2 separate regions of the Zea mays genome follow, and region 1 is linked to region 2. Evidence: chromatin contacts called from public HiChIP or PLAC-seq data. All regions are on one chromosome and are shown on one strand. Each heading gives the region's core, a stretch centred on a gene start, on an enhancer-like site or on the middle of the called end of the contact. The rest is flanking DNA. Distances are from core to core; before and after follow the strand shown. Region 1 holds the start of LOC100282753 (24-methylenesterol C-methyltransferase 2). Region 2 holds the start of LOC100193847 (cyclin dependent kinase inhibitor).

Region 1 (3,732 bases), core at 983-3,482, 240 kb before region 2:
CTTAAACACAAGTGCTTAATAGAATCACTCGGTGATTAGCGTAGGTGCTTTGCGAAGTGGTTAAGTTTGTTAGAACGATATTGGGCTTGCTCTAGGAGATTCCTAGTTAGTTGAGCGAGTTAACCCTCGACTCTTGTGCGAGCCGTTGTAATATTGTATCGAGTGGGGCGGGAGTCTTGCAAGGCCGTGACAACAGAGTTTGTGTCACGACTGTCACCGTGTATCGGAGGGAACGAGGCCCACGACGTTTCGTGCGGAAGCTCGATAGTGAAGATGGCGGAGACTGCCGGAGAGCGTCAGAGAGGAGGCCGGAAGGAGAGCATCACTTATGCGTGGAGAAGGCCTGCGACTCTCTACGAAATTACTCGTTCGTGGTGCTTGGCCCTCGTGTGGACTACACTTCACGTAGTGGCACCAACGAGGATTAGTCGGAACCTTGCGTGGTTCCAGATACCTCGGTAAAAATACTGGCGTCGTTCATTAGAGTTTGCTTTCTCTGCTAGCTCTTTGATCTTTTGCATTTACTCTCTCTACTGAAGTTGCAATCTTTACTATTCTTAGTCTAGATTACATATGATTGGAACTTAGGTTGCATAACACTTTTTTATGGTAGAAATAGCAACACTTAGACAAAACCTAATGTACACATTTTAGATTGTTTATTTGCGTATGTTTTGTTCTATGGTTTTTTGTCACTTAGTTTAGAAATAAGTTTTTAGAAGCCATAATTCACCCTCTAATGTGTCACTGTTTCCTACACTCACGTCCATGGAGCATACCATGTATGCCTAAAACGCGCGTACATAAATTCACTCGTTGATGCTTGTTCAAAACACCGACAACCGATGATGGCGGGCGCAGAAGGGTTACTGGCAGTAGGGGCTAGCTCAAGGGTAGGCTAGCTCCAGCAAGAGTCCATAAAGCCTCATGTACTCTAAATATAGAGGACCAAACGGTTCTCTACGCTCTCCAGCAGCGTCCTCTAAATTTAGAGGACGCTGCTGGATTTTCTATATATAAAGTTTTTTTTCTAAATTGTCCTCTATCCATTTGAATACTTTAAATAACCGGTTTAACAAAACTAAAATATATACAATACATTTAAGAGTATGACAAATATGTATGTAAAAAAATAAAAAATAAAAAAGTCTTTAATATAGGTATTTGCGTATAAAGGATGTTGTTGGAGAGAAAGAAGATATAGAGGATAAAATCTTTTAGAGAAGATTATAAAAAACAGATATAAAGAATTGATATACAGTACGTTGCTGGAGACAGCTTTAAGTCGCAAGCGCAACGCATATACGATTTGGGGCACATCATCAACACAAGACGCATTGATGGGGGCTCGGTACCGACACTGCGCGTGCTCTGGCCTTCGATGCCCGGGGCTAGGAAAAAAAAAGAAGCCATTGATGCCGCTGAACGTGAAGCCAGGCCCAAAATGTTGTAGAATAACTTGGCGAGCCCCGAAATGTTTTAGAATATCTTGCTTCTACAAACTTTTGATGGTACTTGTGTACATTGTTTGTTTGTTCTAAACCGACCGCCCAGCAGGGTTTAATAAACCGTTCCCCCTTAAAAAACCATCAGTCATCGGGAACCGAAAACCGCTAATCTCGAATGGTTTGTGATTTTAAATCTGAAAACAGTTTTCGGTGCGACTCGAGCGGTTTTCTGTTGAAAAGAACCGATTTTTGGTGCGACTCGAGCGGGTTTCGGTTAAAAACTAAATATAAACATATAACAACACTAAAGAGTTTAGTATTTCATTATGCTTTTACGATTTTTTTATAAAGATTTTCAATTTTTTTAAAATAAAAGGTTGGGAAACCGACCCCGGACCGACCGGATCGGTAAAACCCACTGGTTTTCGCCAAATCCCGACCGAGAGTTTTAACCGCGCCGCCCGGGCACTTCACCACAGAGGCACACACATGGCGGCACGGCAGGCTGTCCATGCCAACCGGGCCTCATCCTCAACTGTGCCAGTGCCAGACTGCCAGCGCGAGTGCGCGACTCTGCGAGCGAGCGGTCGCCTCGTGCCCCACGCCGTGTGCCGGAAACAATCTGCATGGCTGGAGCCCACCGCTCCGACCTCCTTCATGCACCGCCCCGAGGCCCCCGACGCCAGCCGTGCTTGGCAGTTGGCATGGCACGGCCAAAAATCACGGCACTTCCTCCCATAAAAAACTTGGCTGGCCGCTGCCCCTGACGCATCGGCATCTGTCTCGGCACGGCCGTCCGATCAAATCGGGCTAGCACAGCACAGCCAGCACGCGCCGCGCTCAGCGCTGTACTTGCACAAAATATCGCCTTGCTCACGCGCTGTCTAGCCTGTCTGGACTCTGGATTAGTATATCCTTGAGCGCAGACAAATCACCCCCTTCCTCCTGTTCATTTCCTCCTGCTCCCCTCTCCTCCCTTCCCCCCCTCCTCGCCGCTCGCCGTTGAAGAGGTAGGCCCACGGGCCGGCGAGAATGGAGGCGGCGACGATGGTGTGGACGGCGGCGGTGGTCGGGGCGGGGCTGGTGTACTGGTTCGTCTGGGTGATGGGCGCGGCGGAGGTGAAGGGCAAGCGGGCGGTGGATCTCAAGATGGGATCCATCACGCGGGACAAGGTGCAGGACAAGTACACGCAGTACTGGTCCTTCTTCCGCCGCCCCAAGGAGACGGCCACCACGGCGGCGTCGGCGGAGAAGGTGCCGGCCTTCGTCGACACCTTCTACAACCTCGTGACCGACATCTACGAGTGGGGGTGGGGCCAGTCCTTCCACTTCTCCCCGTCCCTCCCCGGCCGCTCCCACCGCGACGCCACGCGCGTCCACGAGGAGCGCGTCGCCGACCTCCTCGGCGCCAGGCCGGGCCACCGCCTCCTGGACGTCGGCTGCGGCGTCGGCGGGCCCATGCGCGCCATCGCCGCGCACTCGGGATCCAACGTCGTCGGCATCACCATCAACGAGTACCAGGTGAACCGCGCCCGCGCGCACAACCGCAAGGCCGGCCTCGACTCCCCGCGCTGCGAGGTCGTCTGCGGCAACTTCCTCTCCATGCCGTTCCCGGACGCCTCCTTCGACGGCGCCTACTCCATCGAGGCCACCTGCCACGCGCCCAGGCTGCAGGACGTGTACGGCGAGGTCTACCGCGTGCTCAAGCCGGGGGGACTCTACGTCTCCTACGAGTGGGTCACCACCCCGCTGTACCGCGCCGAGGACCCGGACCACGTCGAGTGCATCCACGGCATCGAGCGCGGCGACGCGCTCCCGGGGCTCCGCCGCCAGGACGAGATCGCGTCCATCGCCAAGGAGGTCGGCTTCGAGGTGCTCAAGGAGCAGGACCTTGCGCTGCCCCCCGCGCTGCCCTGGTGGACGCGCCTCAAGATGGGCCGCATCGCCTACTGGCGCAACTCCCTCGTCGTCCGCGTGCTCACCATGCTCCGGGTCGCGCCCAAGGGCGTCTCCGAGGTGCACGAGATGCTCTACGAGACCGCGCAGCACCTCACCCGCGGCGGCGAGACCGGCATCTTCACGCCCATGCACATGGTGCTCCTCCGCAAGCCCGCCGCCGCCGCCTCCACCGAGGAGGCCAACTAGTGTAAGACTACACACCGCCACCAATCAGTTACTACTCGCCCACCGCAAGGGGGAGAAAATGGGGAGGGAGGAAAAAGATGCAAGCAGCAGCAGCACCAGAGGTAAGAAGAGCAGGCTAATCGGCGACTTGAAGAAGTTA
Region 2 (3,318 bases), core at 293-2,792:
CCGCGGCGCCTGTGCGGCGGTACACATCGAGTGCGCCAACACAGACTATCTCTGAAACGTGTGCTAATGAAACGTGGGCGTGACGTAGGATAACGGGCCGGGGGGACACTGTGCGGGGCCAGGTCTGCGAAAAGCAAATTGAATACACAGTGACACTGAATGATATAGAATCAATTCAACTCACGCCTCGTGCAGTAGGGCCGTGGTCTGTCCGGCGGCCGAGATCGTGTAGCATATCGCCGTAATTCGTAGACGATGTACCAGTGCCTTCAATGCCGGGCCGGGCCCTCCGCAAACTCGATCCATTCCATGCAGAGCCCCCCTTCTTTCAGCATATACAGCAGTGTGTTCTTCTTTCTTCTATATTTCAGGGACAACATTGCCATGGATCCGATGGTGTGGTAGGCCATGAATTGATGCCGGGGAGTGACGTCAAAGGTTCAACATTAATGGTCTATTCAATACGCACAAGTATTTTCACCCGATCCATTACTGTTTGGAACATGAGTGACTGCTTTACTTTACTGCTCCGATACACAAGTCATACAGTGTCGAGATTCCTTATCGTCTTCCCAATTAATTAATTGCATAAACAGTTATCATCATCAAGCTTAACCATCCACCACAAAGCTTTTAATTGTACGAGACTACGAGGGTTCATGCCGCTTATAACCGCGAACAATACTAATATATCGGTTTGATCGAACTTTATAGAGGTGTACAAGTTTACCCCCTCAAGTCATGATTCTCATATGAGAGTCATGGATCCCACATCACCTCTTTTAAAAAATATACCAGGGTCCTTGGAATTAGTATGCTATGTCGGTATTCGATTTGAGCAAACTCAGTTTTAAACGGTTTTGCATGAGCCGACTAAATTAGAGATTCCGTTTTGTTGGTTTTCTAAGTTCGAGTACCCAAATAATACACCATGCTAAGTTATAGAACCACTAATGTATTTTTACGCTTTTATTTTGTGTACCAAAAGTCCAAAACCTATTAGGTAATGGTTTGATATTGAGCTCTACGTCAAGATCCAAAAGCATCAAGGCGTTATCTACGTCAACGGTAAATCAGACCCCACACCAAACGCCTCGGCGTCATAAGACGTGCTAGCTCAATGCTGTGATCACTGATCTACATCATCAACAACAAGCCTAGAGTCAAACAAAAAATAAAGCATGCGTATTGTAAATATAAATATATTTTAAAAGCTAAAAATAAAAAATTCGGTCGTATAAGAGTATCTGTAATTGATGGCAGCTCGTGAGTGCTAGGGGTCACAAAAGGAAGAAACGGAATTTAGAAAGGAACCAGGAACGAGTGCAGAGCATCTCCCTTTCCCCACGCCACGAACACCACCCGCCAGTGTTGGTGATCAGATCACGGACATCCCCATCCTCCCTAATTCCCCATTGCCCGGCGTCTCCGTCCAGTACAAGAACCCAACACGCGGCAACAAGCGCGGCGCCACCCGCCCAGGCGGCCACCCACCAACTCTTTTTCTCTCTCTCTCTTACCTAAGCCAAGGCCCAGCCCCAACTCGCAGTCGCAGCCGCCTCCCCTGCTCTCTCTCTCTTTCTCCCCGTCTCTCTCTCTCTCTCTCTAAATAGCAGCGCCCGCCCGCGCCTTTTCCCGCTAGCCAACGCACGGCACCGCAGCACAAGGCACGGCGCGCGCGCCCGCCCGCCCGGTCTGCTCCTACGCCCTGCAGAGCCCTCGTCTTCCCCTCCCCGTTATTCCCGGGATTCCCCTGTTGCTGCGTGCGACTGCGCCCCGCCCCACCCACACCCACCTACCTACCTACCTACCACCAACGCCTCGGCTCCCCTCTCCAGCGAGCCGCGACCGCGCGGCAGGGGAAGCTTAGCACGGACGGGACCAGCTGACGACCAGGCCATGGGGAAGTACATGCGCAAGGGCAAGATGTCCGGGGAGGTGGCCGTCATGGAGGTCCCCGGCGGCGCGCTGCTGGGTGTCCGCACCCGCTCCCGCACGCTCGCGCTGCAGAGGGCGCAGAGGCCGCTCGACAAGGGGGACGCGGATGACGCCGCCGGACAGTACCTCGAGCTCAGGAGCCGGAGGCTCGAGAAGCCTCATAAGGAGCATCAGCCGCTGCCGCCGCCGCCGCCCGCCCCCGCAGCCAAGAGGGGCGCCGGGAGGAAGGCCGCCTCCGCCGCCGCCGCGCCGCACGCGCTGGCGGAGGACGAGGTCGAGGTCGAGGTCTCCTTCGGGGAGAACGTGCTTGACTTGGACGCCATGGAAAGGTGAGATTTTTCGGCCTCCTCTGCTCCGGCCCTCGTCCAATTTGTTCCTTCCGCCGCAAGGGGGATTGGTTAGGGTTTATGTTGGGAGTCAGGGTTCACTCTTTGTCTTTTGATTCCACTCGTTTAGCGCCGCCGCGGGGTATCTAGCGCTTCGAATTCGCAGTTGACTGGTGCCGACATTTGGGCGCCGAATCCCAATATTTTCCCCCCATTATCCTAACCAGTGGTGCGGAACGCTTTGTTTTGCGTTCCCGGGACAACGTTGCGGCCGACAAGTCCACTCTTTGGCTGGAATTCAACAACGCGGTAACTTTTTTTGCGTTCCAAGGAGTACAACGACGTTAATAGTTAATACCGTGCCGTTGCTCATTTCTTGCGTTCAAGCTCAGTTTCTCATGCGTCCAAAAATCACCTGTACTTGCCCCCCAAAAAATGAATATTCGTTTAGCGAAGTTCTTGTCGAGTAGCTAGCTAATATTCCGAAGTCTTGTTCATCGTAGCTGTGCCATTTGATTCACTTAACCTGTTCGTTCTAGTGATTGGACAAGTAATCCTCTACGTATAACCTAAGAGAATCCCAGTTTAGACACCTAACAGCTGCACTTTTTTTGCTCAAAGAAACAGGTAATCCTCAGTAAGGTGCCTGCCAAGTCCTTTTGTTATCGCACCCCATACAATCAAAAGCACATATCTTAGGCCTTACTCATCTTATCTTCTATTTTAAACTTTACTCTATGAACAGTGTTTTGCACTCGGTGGAATCTCGTCTGGTGGCCGTTTCCTAGTCGTTACCCATAGCCAGAAAGTTGCCTCCTTTCCCATTGTTCTCCATCTCCCCCTGGCCCCTGCCCTACAGGAGCAGTGCTTCGTCCGCTTGCATTTGCCCTTGTGCTGTATAGTTGCCTCTCGGTTAGTGGTGGAGCTGCTCGGCGGTGACCCTCCCAATCTTTTGCCCATCAAAGGCTCTTTTTGTAAGAAATTTCAGTCGCCCACTGCCCCCAAAGTCACCACCACATCCACATCTGTCGCACTCAAATCCCATTTCGTGCAT

Evidence for each region. HiChIP or PLAC-seq counts read pairs in DNA pulled down with a chosen protein or histone mark.
Region 1: an H3K4me3 HiChIP or PLAC-seq map of leaf shows a contact between it and region 2, with 2.4 times the contacts expected there. The contact joins the promoter of LOC100282753 here to the promoter of LOC100193847 in region 2. A contact is called at or near these places in 3 of 25 Hi-C or Micro-C datasets (bundle sheath, leaf and tassel) and 1 of 3 datasets of contacts at active chromatin or transcription factors (leaf).

What each region holds. Positions count from the first base shown.
Region 1 is chr9:158,135,377-158,139,108 of Zm-B73-REFERENCE-NAM-5.0, forward strand. It overlaps LOC100282753 (24-methylenesterol C-methyltransferase 2), which reads left to right and starts at 2,233. Exons shown (of 1, transcript NM_001155659.2): 1 at 2,233-3,732. The coding sequence starts at 2,481. The coding sequence ends at 3,593.
Region 2 is chr9:158,376,628-158,379,945 of Zm-B73-REFERENCE-NAM-5.0, forward strand. It overlaps LOC100193847 (cyclin dependent kinase inhibitor), which reads left to right and starts at 1,543. Exons shown (of 3, transcript NM_001138928.1): 1 at 1,543-2,267. The coding sequence starts at 1,900.